4 separate regions of the Mus musculus genome follow, and all the other regions are linked to region 1. Evidence: chromatin contacts called from public HiChIP or PLAC-seq data. All regions are on one chromosome and are shown on one strand. The core of a region is the stretch at or near the end of the contact, and the rest is flanking DNA. Distances in the headings are between cores, read along the strand shown.

Region 1 (3,310 bases), core at 808-3,307:
CAACTTTCCCATGAGTTGTTAGATTTACCTATGGTGACTACCAGTCAAATGTGAAAGCATGTTTGTTCTTGAACCAACCAGGCTTCTATCTGTCACAAGTCCAACAGAAAGAGGAAACCTGGGATGACCATGCCAGGACAGCAGCTAGCCACAGCCCTGTCTATTTCAACATACTAGTCTTCCTGTGTCTAAAAGAGAATAAAACTTTGAGACAGGATTCCACTATGTTCCTCTGGCTGCTAATGTAGACCAGGCTGGCCTTCAACTCTTCTACCTACTGACTGCTGGGGTTTTAAGTATGCTGCCACAACTGTTGAAGAAACCTATTCTTACTACCCACTAAAATTAGACCAGGTGATATTTCCAAGTGACCTTCGAACACTAGGCTTTAAGATAACCAAGAAGCAGAGAATAGTGGGTTAATTTGCTCTGGTTCAAATACTTGCCCCACAACTTTAAGTTCCCTGGAGTCTGACTCCCCTTACTCTCCAGTGAATCACAGATACTCCATATTCACACAGATATTGCCCGTTAAGAATCTAAGTAGGGGGCGGGCGGTGGTGGCGCACGCCTTTAATCCTAGCACTTGGGAGGCAGAGACAGGCGGATTTCTGAGTTCAAGGCCAGCCTGGACTATAAAGTGAGTTCCAGGACAGCCAAGACTACAGAGAAACCCTGTCTCGAAAAACCAAAAAAAAAAAAAAAAAAAAAATCTAAGTAGGGATCGTTTCCCAGCAGGGTCTACATTGAAAAGAGGACAAGGGGGTTCATGTTCCTTTAGTGCTCCCAATAAAGCGGTATCATCTCCCGGAACATTCTAGAAAGCACAGGGACACAGAAAGACACAGGGAACCAGAGTTCTAATTTAGCCACTAAAATCCCTGAATCCTAAAGGTCCACTTCACATGATGCTGGAGACCATCTTCCTATAAAGAGGAAGCTGGACAGAAAAAGCATGCGTTGAAGAAGGTCGCCACAAGGTTCAAACGCTGTCAGCGTTCCTGTGAGCCCTATGAAGCCGGAAACGGTAATCAGTCCCGCTCCGAGAAGCTGTTCTGATAAGCCCTGACTACACAGGTGAGACTCAGCTGCTTTTTATCTGAGCTTTGCTTACAGAAGAACACGTTATTTAATTCTCGGGCATATTTCTTCCTCTCTGCTCCATGTGCTCCATCCTCTCCATTTGGTTAGATCCAGAGAGATTAGAAAGACTGCTGCCACCAATCTGCTTATCGGAACGCAGGTCAGAAAGATTAAGTCTGTCCTACGAGGCAGCTACTGAATCCCAACGAGGAGCCTGAATCCCAACCAAGCAACGCCTTGAAACTTCCCTCCTCTTACCCACCCTGAATCTGCCTACCATCATCACCAGGCAAACATGTACTGGGAAGGAAAACGATAGGTGACCTAAAGCCAGATTCTGCTCCATGAAATCTGTCATGATAAAAATGTTTGTTCAGGGTGATGCAGTCGACTGAGACGGAGATCTCGAACTCTCTAATTTTTTCCCTCAGAACTGTAGCCTCTGAAGGGAGGTAAATTGCAAAAGTACCCCCGATGCAAGGAGAAAGGGGGAGGGGAGGGTGAGAAAATAAGGCAACCAGCATAGGATAGATGAGGTGTGGCTCAGCAATTCTAAAAACTCTGGAATTTACTAGGGGGCAGAAAAGGTCACACTGAAAAGTCGAGAGGCCGGGTCATGTCTTCTCGCAATGGCTGGGAACCGTGATCGTGTGCTTCTCCACACTTCTTTCCTCGTGGAAAACGCAAGGCTCTTGACATTTAAGACCCGGCTTCCTCACGCAGGGTGTCGCGGATAAAAGATTGGACACGAGAGGATGCAAAGAAAAAGCACATGGAAAGCCCACCCTCCCCGGATTGGAGCACGTAGGGACCAGAAGAGACCCAGGCCAGGAAGCTCCCGGCAACTGCGATACTCACTGGCGGATAACGGTCAAGGCGAAGCGCGGCATTTTGGCACAAGACGCGTGAGCCACGACCCGGCTCTGCAGCAGCACCTCGCTGCGCCTGACTCTGGGACCACTTTGCCTGCACTACTTCCGTCTGCACGGCGGACCGGCCCCGTAGCTATTGGTCGAGGCGGCTGAACGTCACCACAGGGTTGCCAATAAAGGTGGAGCCTGAAACCGGAGAAGCCCCGCCCAGGCCAGTGGCGCTTGCGCTCCTGCGCGCCAACCTGTGATTGGCGCCTGGCAGGTGCGCGCGGCCCCGCCCTGGGTTAACGCCCTGGAGTCTTGCCAGAGCTAGACCGCCGCCTGCACCAGGGACAGATAAGGACTGCTTTGATTGTTTTATGCTGAACTGATTTGAGGAAGGCGTGCAAGGTGTAGTGTGCCTGTAGTGTGCCAAGGCGATGGCTCTCCTCTGGTGGTTACACAGCCAGACTGCATCCTTTGAGGGTTAGCTGTTATCCTTTACCTGGGAAGTGAGGTCAAAGTAGGTATGTAGATCCAAACCAACCTAGTTTCTCTCTCAACTTCTTAACCAAAGACTTTTGTCAGGCCACTTTCTTGCCTTCTGCTTTGCTGAGCCTGGTCCTCCCAAACATTATTACCAAGTATTTTCGCTAATGCTGCTATCATTTATAATTAAGTTACTCTAGAGCTCTCCACTGATACCTGTTGTATTAAGAGTTTAATTCAACCATTTCTTAAAATAATTCCTATTGTAATGAACGTTATCTCTGTTGCACTGATCTAGAGGAAAGTCGTTTCCTTAAAAACAAATGCAGGGACAAAGGTTCTGTATAAAACCCCTCGAGAGGGGTTGGGGAGTTGGCTTAACCCTTTAAGAGCCCAGATTATTTGCTCCTCTGGAGAACCAGGTTCAAAGCCCAGTGCACCCACAGAGGCAATCAAACATCTGTAACTGCAGTTCCAGGAAGACCATTTACTTTCTGCTGACCTCTGGGCTCACGTTATGCACAGACATTCAGGCAGAGCACCTAGACACATAAAATAAAAAGAAATATCAACAAATAAATAGATGTCTTCAAGACTGAGACTGAGCCTCTAGTCCTCAGCCATATAATAGGAACATAGGGACAAAAGGGCTATAGGGGCTGGAGGTCAACAGCCTGTGCCCAGCCAGCCAGGCCTGGCCATCTAGCCTTCCTAAGACAACTGAGAGCCAAATAAATAGTGAGGGAAAAAAAGGAGGAAAAAGAGGTTTATTCAGTGTATCCACTGTTCCTCACCTCAGTCCATTGGTGGGATCCTAAATTTTCTCTGAAATTTTAAATGGAAGCTAAGAGATAGACATGCCTAAGCAGCCCAGCCACCAAGGTGTA
Region 2 (3,351 bases), core at 663-3,162, 290 kb after region 1:
AGGTATCTATCTATCTATCTATCTATCTATCTATCTATCTATCTATCTATCTATCTTGCCTGCATTTATTCTGTTAGATTAAGTATAAAATCATTTTTGAAGGATATGCTTAAAATTCTGTTTCAGTTTTTACTGAGGTTTGATACATTTTGGGTCATGGGTCATGACCTGAAACGTTGTATCACATCATTGGATTTGATTGGCTAATGCCAGTTAGGATTTTGTATCTGATTCAATGGAAGACTGTATATGCTTTTTATTAAGTATTGTCTTTACTAAATTTTTAAGATGACATTTATATCTTTTCATCCCTTTGTAGTAGCAAATTCATGCTCCTAAACGATTGTCTGTACCCTTGAGTTAGGTAGAGTTCACTCAGATACACGTAGGCCTAACAATGTTGGTTAAGAAACTAAACATGTTAGTTTGGGTATGCCAGACAGAAGGGTAATATATGCATTATATAACATGGGCTATCTCGTGTGCTTCCCACCATTCATGCTCAGAGTCCATGTACCCCTGTTCCCTGAGATGTCCCCACCCACTTCCTCTTAGTACCTCCAACTTTCCTTCAAGTCATGATTTAGCTACGAAGTGGCCCATTAAATGACTCATTGTTCTGAGCTTGACCCCCAGCTTGTGGGTACTTTTGCCTGAAGGCAGAGAATCGCTGATGGTGAGCTGTGTCTCCATCTTTCTCTTTGTTTCCTGCCACCCATGAGGTGAGCAGCCTCTGCCACATGCTTCTGCCTAAGCAAAAGCCCAGAACCAATGGAGTGGAGGACTTTGACAACTACTGTCCACCTCTCTGTCCTGAGACCTTAACCTCAAGCCAGCTGCTGCCAGCTTCTCCCTGAAGAAGCAGCTCACCTAGCGCTGAGGACCGAGGACTCAGTCTGTCTGCTTTATCCCCTTTATCCCAGTCTTGGTCTCTCCCAGCCCTCCTCTCAGGCATCCAACTGCATTGAACTATTTCACTTCTGGAGAAAACAGACTGTGAGTTGAAATAAAGACTTCTACAGAACTACAAAAGCCCCTCTGTCTATCCAGAAACCCTGTATGACATTGGTTATTTATTAGTCATTTAAAAATGTTTGCTCACTCTTCATAAAAAAAACAAAAATCCTGGCCACACCATTGATATTCTGTCCAAGGTCATGGAAGAATTATTTTGTATCGCCGATCACAAATCAATTATGTGTGACCGGGAACAACAAGACTTTCATTGTAAAATATGGAAAACCCAACCACAGCTTTTGAAGTAGAAAACAAGCAAGCAGGCCAAAATGACAGTCAGGATGGATTGTTGAGTGTGTTGGATCATGCCTATAACCCCAGCATTCAGGAGGCTGAGGCAGGGGGATTGGGTTGAGGCCAGCCTGGCCCACAGAATAAGACACTTTAGGAAAAGAGAAGGAAGAGAAGGAGGAGAAGGAAGAAGAGGAGGAGGAGGAAGGAATAAAGGATACAGAGGAGGAGGAACCTAATGTATAAATTCACTCAGAATGGGGGTTTCACTGGCCTGATGATCTAGGAGTGGGGCTTTGAGGCACTGTGGTGGATCAATGGCTTCAGTGATTACTGTCAAGGCTGTAAAGAACCACAACAATATTTGAGACTGTCAGCTTACAGGGAATCCAAAGACAAGCTCCAGAAGAAATGAACAGCCTGTGGTGGTTTGAACAGAAATGGCCCATTTTAAGTCCATAGGGAGTGCACTGTTAGGAGGTGTGTCCTTGTTGGAGTAGGTGTGGTCCTGTTGGAGGAGGTGTGGCCTTGTTGGAGGAGGTGTGGTCCTGTTGGAGGAGGTGTGTCCTTGTTGGAGGAGGTGTGGTCCTGTTGGAGGAGGTGTGACCTTGTTGGAGGAGGTGTGGTCCTGTTGGAGGAAGTGTGTCGCTTTGGGTTGGGCTTTGCTCAGAAACTCAAACCAGGTCTGGTGGCTGTCTTTACTTCTGATGTAGAACTCTCAGCTCCTTCTCTAGCACCGTGACTGCCTGCATGCCACCATGTCTTCCTCCAGGACACTAATGGAGCAAACCTCTGAAACTGTAAGCAGCCCCAATGAAACGTTTACCTTTATAAGAGTTGGAGGGAACATTTGAGAGGCATTTGAGGGTAGGAGCAAGCCAGTGACCATGAGCCCACTGCTGACTTTTCTCTGCTCTTGTTCAGGGACTGTGTAGACGCATCTGTGAAACAGACATTTCTGACCAGAACCTACAGCTGGAGTCTAGTGCAGACTTAACTGGAAAGTAACCACATGATCAACATCTAAACGGTCATATACATCTTTCCTAGAAGCAAGGATACAGAGAAATGATGTTCCCTTGGGACAACTGTTCTAAATTTTTCTGCAGCAGGACTTCCTGCGAGGGTGAATTGAACACATGCCCAGGTGTAGGGGTGTCAGTGTCAACTGCTGAGAAGGATCTATCTACCCTTGTCCTGACTGCCTGTCTGACAGCCTTTAAACTTCCCTCTGCATGGGTTCTCTCAAAGGCTCAGAGAAGACGGGGTGCTGTGCAAGTAGGTTTTGTGGATAAAGAATCTAGACAGTTCCAAGACAAGGTAACATATGGACAGTGACTGTCAGAGGAAACGTGGCCACAGGGTATCCAAGACAGCATGCTCCAAGAGGAAGGGCAGTGAGCTAGAGTACCACGTGTGGCTTGTTGGTGGAGCCTAATTGATGAACTAACATGGTGGCCTCTTTTCAGCGCAGCCCCCAGTGTCATGTCTTCTGTTGTCTTTGAGCATGAAAGGCAGATAGCTACAAACATGCCAACAAAACAAAACCAACCAACCAACCAACCAACCAACCAACCAACCAACCAACCAACCAACCGAACAAACAAACAAGCAAAACAACCAACCAAACCCTCCATGGTTGTTTAAGAACACCACTCAGAGACTATTAAGTTTTTATGTTAGGCTGTCACAAGCTAATCTACAAAATCAGCAGAGGCGAAAGAGTACAAATGCTCAATTTCCTGGGTGCTGCGGACTGTTCCAAGTCCTTTCTGCTGGTGTCCCGAGCGTATACTGCGCTTCATCGTGTATTGATTCATTCATTTTCACCGCAGTTGTGAGTTTTAATATGCCCATTTGAAAGTTGAGAACTCACAGAGATGTTTGTACACGTGTACGTTAAGGGAGGGTCGGGGCCTGCAACCAGTAGGGTGTTGGGAATCAGATCATGAGATCCAGGTTGAAGGGCTGTGTATGTAGAGCAGGGAGCTCCATCCTGGACCTCTGGCTGATGTTTTCCGAGCTTTGCTTCATGGGAGCCAAAGTTCTTTGAGGAGCTACCGGCTAGCATGACAGAGTCAATGGATCAATCCTTTCTAGCTG
Region 3 (2,997 bases), core at 148-2,647, 320 kb after region 1:
GATCACAGGCCTTAGGCCCATCCCCCACCCCTGAGTTTTTACAGCCCCACAGCAGGTTTCAGGGAATGCTTCTTCTTGACATGTGAAGGAAAGCACGGGGAATGGCTTGACTGTGGCACCATCTTTACACCCAGAACTGCTTACCACTGAGCATCTTCAGGGTGAAAAGTAAGCTTCTGCCTCACGTCTATTGCTTTTTAGCCTCCTGTCATACTCGCAACCATGCCTCGACCCACTAGTACACAGAAAGCACATTAGTTTAATGAAGAATATTTGTAAAAAATACATTGCAACCTTGCTTGTAATGCCCAACTCCCATGTGGTGTCCCTGTTGAACTCTCACTGTGGATGGTCTAGAATGAACACCTCTACCTAAGCCAAGCAAGTAGAGCTAGTCCTTTGGATGCTGTACTTGAAGTCTTAGCTAATACAATAAGACATGGGAATGAGTAATAGGTATGAGAATTTTAAAGTGAGAGGAGAACTGCCCTATTTACAGGTGACATGACATCTTATACTGGACCTCATAAATTATTAGCATCAAGTGTTCTCTAAACTTAATCTTAGACCAACAAAGAAATCAATACTTATACCTGTCTCCAGAAAAGTATAGAGTAAAAATGTCTTGATTACAAAAATGGACAAAATGTCTCTATAAGTAAGTGGTGGACAGGTTATTGAAGGAAATGAAAAATACCCGACATGTTAATTAGGATGTTCTTACATGTATGCTAACATATTCAACAGGAAATGTCTTAAAGAGTATTTTTTAGGTCTAGGTATAGAGCATTTTCCTGGCATTCATGAGATTCTGAGTTCCATCTCAATCGATGTAAGATCAGTCAATCATCAATCAATCAATCACTAATGTACTCAGTCTGATGGCCCAGTAGGTAAACATGGTAGCCACCAAGACTGATGACCTAGATTCAAATTCTGGGACTGACATGGTGAAAGGAGAGAGCTAACTGCTGTCCCCTAATCTTGAAATACATGCACATGCATACATACAAAAACATAAGTAAGTGGAACAACTGGCTTACATAGTAGGACGTCTAATCTAACTTATTTGGGTCTGGGATCAGTTACTTTAGCAACTCAGATATGCCATCAAACTGTCAGGCTGTTTCCAACGTTATTCTCTGTCACTCCAACATGGCTTTATCCCCAAGTCTGTGCTCTGGGCAGGGTGGACTTCATGTAGAGTCCTCATCACCTGGATGCTATTGTCATGCAGCCACTCAAATTTAAGCCTTTCCTATGAAACTCTCCTCGTGTCTCACTGCCCCGGTTTGAGTCTGTCATCAAGAGGCATTGAGGAGTGCCTCAGACCTGCACATTATCTATTCAGAGAGAAGAGTTTTCTGCCAGTAACAAAAGGGCAGAGTGGAGTGGTTGCTATGGGGTAGACAATCCCCAGACCCTGCAAATAAGAGATGAAGGACTCATTGTCACTGTCAACTCTCTGTAATCTATGACTCAAGTCTAATTGCAGCCAGTAGGTGGAATGTGATTTCCTCAAAGATGTTTATAGTAAAAATAACATATGAGAACAAAGGGCCAAGAATAGCTAAGACAGTTCTATAGGGGGGAAATGAGGGGCACTTGATCTATAGGAGATCAAACATCTTGAAGAGCCCTGCTGGTTCACGGTAGGGCTTTTGAGCAGAACACAACAGGCACAGAGCCATGAATATTTGAAAGTTGGCTTGTGACAGAGGTGGCATTATCTTATTCCTTAGGTCAACGTTTTGGTGATGGTTAATCCTGCTTGTCAGTTTGACACACCTGGGAAGGGGAAACCTCAGCTGAAGAATTCCCTCTACCATGTTGCCCTGCAGGCATAACTGTGGGGAATTTTCTGTGGGGAATTTTCTTGATTGCTATTTGATGTAGGAGCATTTAGCCCAACACGGGTGGTGCCATCCTTAGGCATTTTGGCCTGGGGTATAGAAAGTCTCGGAATGTAAATCTAGGAGCAACCAGGAAGCAGTGTTTCTCCATATTTACTGTTTCCAGCTCCTGCCGTAAGCCTTGGCTTCCCTTCAGAATAGGCTGAAATCTCTAAGAGGAGACAAGCCCTTCTCCTCCCCACATTGTTTTGGTTTGTGTTTTATCATTGCAACAGAAAGCTAACTGGGAGGGTTTCGCAAAGAAACACAATAGCCAAACCTTTGACTCCACTGATCAGAATGAAAATCTCGTGCACTCTTCCCAAACTTCAAAATCCTGTCTTCTCCCACGGGCCGTGAGTTCTAGGATTGCCTCAGGCCCCTGCCAGAAAGGAAATGCATTTTGGAAGCAGCTACTTCAAGCTTTCCTTTCGATGAATAATACATTGCTTCTGCTGCTTCAACCCATATTTCATTTCTTCCCAGGATTTGGAAATGGACACCAATCTCTTGTTCCCAGTTCCCATTCAACTGGGTTAAGAGTCACTGTGGGAAGGATGGAGAAGTTACAAAGAATTCAAACCAGAATGCTGGCAGGACCAGATCTGTCTTTTATACTGATTGTTGGGCCACAAGAGGATAGGATACAAAAGCAAAATAACAGATAATCCTACCCTCAAGGGCTTAAAAACCTATCTGAACGGATTCTGAATACATCCAGTAAGAAGAACAAGAAGCAGTGCTTGCTGGCTCACAAAAGAAAAGCCTGGGAACTCGGAGAGGGAGAAGGGCTTGCTTCACGGAAGCTGCTAGGGAGGAGCTGAGGGCAGGGCTTGGCCAATTTACTAGCACTTTAGAGCTCAATATTTGGTGTGTGTGTGTGTGTGTGTGTGTGTGTGTGTGTGTGTGTGTGTGTACACATGCCACAGCATGTGTGGAGATCAAAGAACAAGTTCTAGAAATCTGATTCTTCCTCCCATCGTGTCGAGGCAGGATCTCTCTTGTTCCCTCAGAGTGACGTACTCCAGGCTGGCTGGCTTCTGAGGTTCCAGGTGACTCTGTCTCCCGCCTCCCTAGAGCATCCCTAGGATTATAGACGCACACC
Region 4 (3,358 bases), core at 180-2,679, 300 kb before region 1:
GAGATAGAGGCAGGCGGATTTCTGAGTTCAAGGCCAGCCTGGTCTACAGCATGAGTTCCAGGAGAGCCAGGGCTACACAGAGAAACCCTGTCTCGAAAAAAACAAATAATAATAATAATAACAATAACAAATAAAATAAAAGGCAAAACATGACAGCGTTATTCACAGTAGCCCAGACCTGAAAACAAGGAACCAGCCATCAGCTAATGACTAAAGGGTAACCGCCACATATCAATATAAAAGGGTACTCCCTGGCATCACGGGTGTCAAGGATGCTGCGGTTACAGGGCAACTAGTTACTGAAGAACACGTTGCGAACCAACTCGAGGAATAAGTCCTGGGCCTCTCTCTGCTGAGCCTCTGAGAGCCCCTTGTCCCATTGCTGGAAGTGTGTGTTCTTCCCCCAGCCTTGAGCAGGCTGCCTCAAACCTAGCTTGCCACAGCCAGCTAGCCCATCTAGGGTGGAGTCTTCCAACCTAGGTAAAGTCTATTGTCCTGCCACATCTGTGGTTTCCTCCAAGATGCCACTACTGCTGAGAGACTGAACCTGTCTTCCTGATGTGATCCTGACAAAGCAATGAGATGCTGGCCTGGTGGGGGATGGGTGGTCCCCACCCCTTTATAAGCTCACACTCATAAGTCAACATTGGCCTTGATCAGAGAACTTTGTCTTGGCTCCTTATTTCTCTCGAAGCCTTTCCCATCCAAACCCCCATCTTTGCTTTCAGGAACTCAGTACCCCGTGGTCGCTGGCAGCTACACGAGTGCACTGCGAATCCCACAAATCTCTTGAAACCTCAAAGATCAACCCCTGAGACACAGCTCCTCCAACAGCAGCGCTACAGCCTCCAATCCCTCCCAAATAGTTCCACCAACTGGTAACAAGATACTCAAAACCCTATTTGAGCCATTAGTATTCAAAGTGCTATAATCACTACCACCAACATCCCTAGATGTCACAACCATAAGCGTATTAATGAAATAATTTGTAGTGATTGATAGGTTAATTATGGTAACTCTGGTCTATAGATTAGACCACCACAGGCATCCAGAGAGTGCTGGAAAGGGTATGGGTTGTTTAAGAAATTAAGTTCATTACTCACTAGTTAGGGAAACTAAAGCAATTTAGTTTACCTCTCTGAACTATTTTTCTTATCTATAAAATGAGAGTTTATAACACCGACTAGGATTTGGGATATAGCTCAGTGGTTTGTGTTTGCCTAGCATGGGCAAGGGCCTAGGTTGGAGCCCTAGTGCTACAATAAACAGGCAAACAAGCTAGGCACAGTGAGGTTTTCCCTGAATCCTGGCACTCGAGAGGCTGAGGCAGGATGACTGCCACAAGTTCGGGGTTATCTGGGACTATACAGTGAAACCTTGTTTTCAAAAAGTGAAACAAATCAACCATTTCCTCTGCAGTGTGGTTATGAGGTGCGAGCCAACCTTGTCAAAGGCTCGGCACATTCAGGAAACATAAGATATTGTCATCACTGTGGTTTTATGTTTTTTAAAAAAGAAAGACATTCTGAAAGACAAAGTGTTATACAAAAAAGTTGCTTATAAAATTCTGGCTAGGGCTGGGTACCTCAGTGATGGCTGCTTGCTTGTCCTGCACCAGGCCTTGGGCTCTATCCCCACCCCTAAAACAACTGAAAATTAAAAATAGACCAATAATAATGGGAGGTGGAGGAGTTTAAACATGACTTAGGTTCCTGTGCTCTCTAAATAGGAGACCTAACTGACCTAACCACCATCATGGGCCACTTACAGCCCAAATAACATGGGCATTTCAAAATACTGTATTAAGGGATCTGTTACAGGAATCCATGCTGTGCAAGATCTCCGTAAGCGTTTCTAAAAGCCCCTAGAGGCATCTCAGAGTTAGCCCACGTCCCCATTTGAAAAGTCTGTCTACTAAGCACTCTGTCCTCGTAGCGCGGCCTCTTGGGCCTGATGCGTCTGGAACATCCTCAGTGGATTCTTTGGGAGTTTGCCTTTAGACACAGGGTAGCAGGTAGCCTGGGCTGGCCTTGACCTTGATATGTAGTAGAAGCTGATCTTGAGCTACATCTGCATCTACTTTCCTAGAGCTGGGATTATAGGTGTGAGCCACCACTCCCAGTTCTGAAGGTTTGTATTTTATATTCTGTTTGGGGTTTTCCTTTCGTTTAGACTCACAGCTGGCTTGGAACTCACTTTGTAGCCCAGGCTGGCCTCAACCTTCTGACAATCCCCTTGCCTCAGCCTCCCAAGTCCTGAGATTGTTTAAGCATGCTTCTTTGTGCTGTGGTTTCTGGTTTAGGGCAGATAGCCCGCAGACAGTTTTCCTGTATCCCAGAAATAACTTTACTGTTTGTCTGGATTGGTTGCAGGTAGGTATCATAGTGTTGAATTCTGTGTATGGCACAGACATGAGTGTTTGGATGGCTTCAGCCAGGAGAGGAGACACCAGACAGTACAACCCAAGAAGAAATCCTAAGGTATGTATGATTGCCAGTAAGAGGATTCCTCAGCTTAAGGATGCTCCCTCCCACGAAAGTCAAGGGGCTCAGCCATATCCCTCCACCACAGCAACAAAAGAGAAAGGATCTTTGTACAGAACTGGATTGTATCCTAACCGCATGTATTTGTAGACGCTGCAAATTAGGAAATGCAACGGAGCACTCAATATGGTTGATGGGCATTTAATCTCGGAAAGAGGTAAAGTCAGAGAACTCTGCAAGTAATGTTCCAGCACTGAGTGACCATAAGGGAAGAAGCTGGCACAGAGGAAAGGAAAGCATTCTCCTGGACATCAGACCAGTATAGACTGCAGAATAAGGCAACAGAGGAGAAGAAAACTAAACGGTGGGTTTTCATCCATTTGTCTTTTCTTCTCGTTGATTTTGCTGGTTGGGAGTTTCATGGGGAAGCTCCCACCATCTGGGCTGATGCAGCACAGGCAGCTGGGTATGATCATGTGATTCACTTGTGTAAGCCTTCTAACACAGTTCTCGGGCGGGGTGTGATTGGACGGGCGAGTGGTAACTTGAATGATTGCCTTGCCTACCAACTGTCAGTGGACAGCTAAGCTGCCATCTCATCCCAGTAAGGCGTTAAATAATTTAAGGAGAAACTACTCATCTGTACGAACATTGAATGGTGCACTTAGGACAAGACACTGTAGGCTTTCAGGCAGGTGAGAGAAGGCTAGACTGATGGGTTAGAGAAAAGGCTACCCCTGTACTAGATCAAAGTGAATTGGTGAGCAATTAGGACGAGTCAGTGCTGTACTTTTCTTCTTCTTCTTCTTTTTTAATGATCTGGAGTCATCTCCTGCTTCAGGCTATAATGGAACGCCTGAGACAAGATTGGTCTC

The links. HiChIP or PLAC-seq counts read pairs in DNA pulled down with a chosen protein or histone mark.
Region 2: an H3K4me3 HiChIP or PLAC-seq map of the 230-238 cell line shows a contact between it and region 1, with 14 read pairs. The contact joins the enhancer-like site here to the promoter of Tigar in region 1. A contact is called at or near these places in 10 of 39 promoter capture datasets (the 3T3-L1 cell line, the C10 cell line, the HPC-7 cell line and 5 more), 6 of 115 datasets of contacts at active chromatin or transcription factors (the 230-238 cell line, bone marrow-derived macrophages, embryonic forebrain and 3 more) and 2 of 9 other capture datasets (liver and macrophages).
Region 3: an H3K27ac HiChIP or PLAC-seq map of extraembryonic endoderm stem cells shows a contact between it and region 1. The contact joins the enhancer-like site here to the promoter of Tigar in region 1. A contact is called at or near these places in 20 of 39 promoter capture datasets (the 3T3-L1 cell line, 3T3-L1-derived adipocytes, the C10 cell line and 13 more), 3 of 15 datasets of contacts at CTCF or cohesin (CD8 T cells, the NIH/3T3 cell line and stem cell-derived epiblast-like cells), 7 of 484 Hi-C or Micro-C datasets (B cells, CD4 T cells, CD8 T cells and 4 more), 21 of 115 datasets of contacts at active chromatin or transcription factors (the 230-238 cell line, T-cell acute lymphoblastic leukemia, astrocytes and 17 more) and 3 of 9 other capture datasets (adipose tissue, liver and pancreatic islet).
Region 4: an H3K27ac HiChIP or PLAC-seq map of embryonic stem cells shows a contact between it and region 1, with 6 times the contacts expected there. The contact joins the enhancer-like site here to the promoter of Tigar in region 1. A contact is called at or near these places in 8 of 39 promoter capture datasets (the 3T3-L1 cell line, the C10 cell line, the HPC-7 cell line and 4 more), 1 of 15 datasets of contacts at CTCF or cohesin (embryonic stem cells), 14 of 484 Hi-C or Micro-C datasets (B cells, CD4 T cells, CD8 T cells and 4 more), 11 of 115 datasets of contacts at active chromatin or transcription factors (embryonic stem cells and stem cell-derived neural progenitor cells) and 1 of 9 other capture datasets (embryonic stem cells).

Annotation. Positions count from the first base shown.
Region 1 is chr6:127,107,495-127,110,804 of GRCm38.p6, forward strand. It overlaps Tigar (Trp53 induced glycolysis regulatory phosphatase), which reads right to left and starts at 2,058. Exons shown (of 6, transcript NM_177003.5): 1 at 1,942-2,058. The coding sequence starts at 1,973.
Region 2 is chr6:127,396,464-127,399,814 of GRCm38.p6, forward strand. No RefSeq gene overlaps it. Among named protein-coding and RNA genes, the nearest start is that of Gm34148, 50 kb to the right of the region's middle. Within about 2 kb of position 1,913, at least 12 of the 459 cell types and tissues checked have an H3K27ac peak or open chromatin away from gene starts, as enhancers often do. A contact at or near this core is called in the 230-238 cell line, where this site is marked.
Region 3 is chr6:127,428,829-127,431,825 of GRCm38.p6, forward strand. No RefSeq gene overlaps it. Among named protein-coding and RNA genes, the nearest start is that of Gm34148, 18 kb to the right of the region's middle. Within about 2 kb of position 1,398, at least 10 of the 459 cell types and tissues checked have an H3K27ac peak or open chromatin away from gene starts, as enhancers often do. A contact at or near this core is called in 3T3-L1-derived adipocytes, adipose tissue and extraembryonic endoderm stem cells, where this site is marked.
Region 4 is chr6:126,810,257-126,813,614 of GRCm38.p6, forward strand. It overlaps the pseudogene Gm29788. Among named protein-coding and RNA genes, the nearest start is that of 1700018A23Rik, 10 kb to the right of the region's middle. Within about 2 kb of position 1,430, at least 25 of the 459 cell types and tissues checked have an H3K27ac peak or open chromatin away from gene starts, as enhancers often do. A contact at or near this core is called in CD8 T cells, where this site is marked.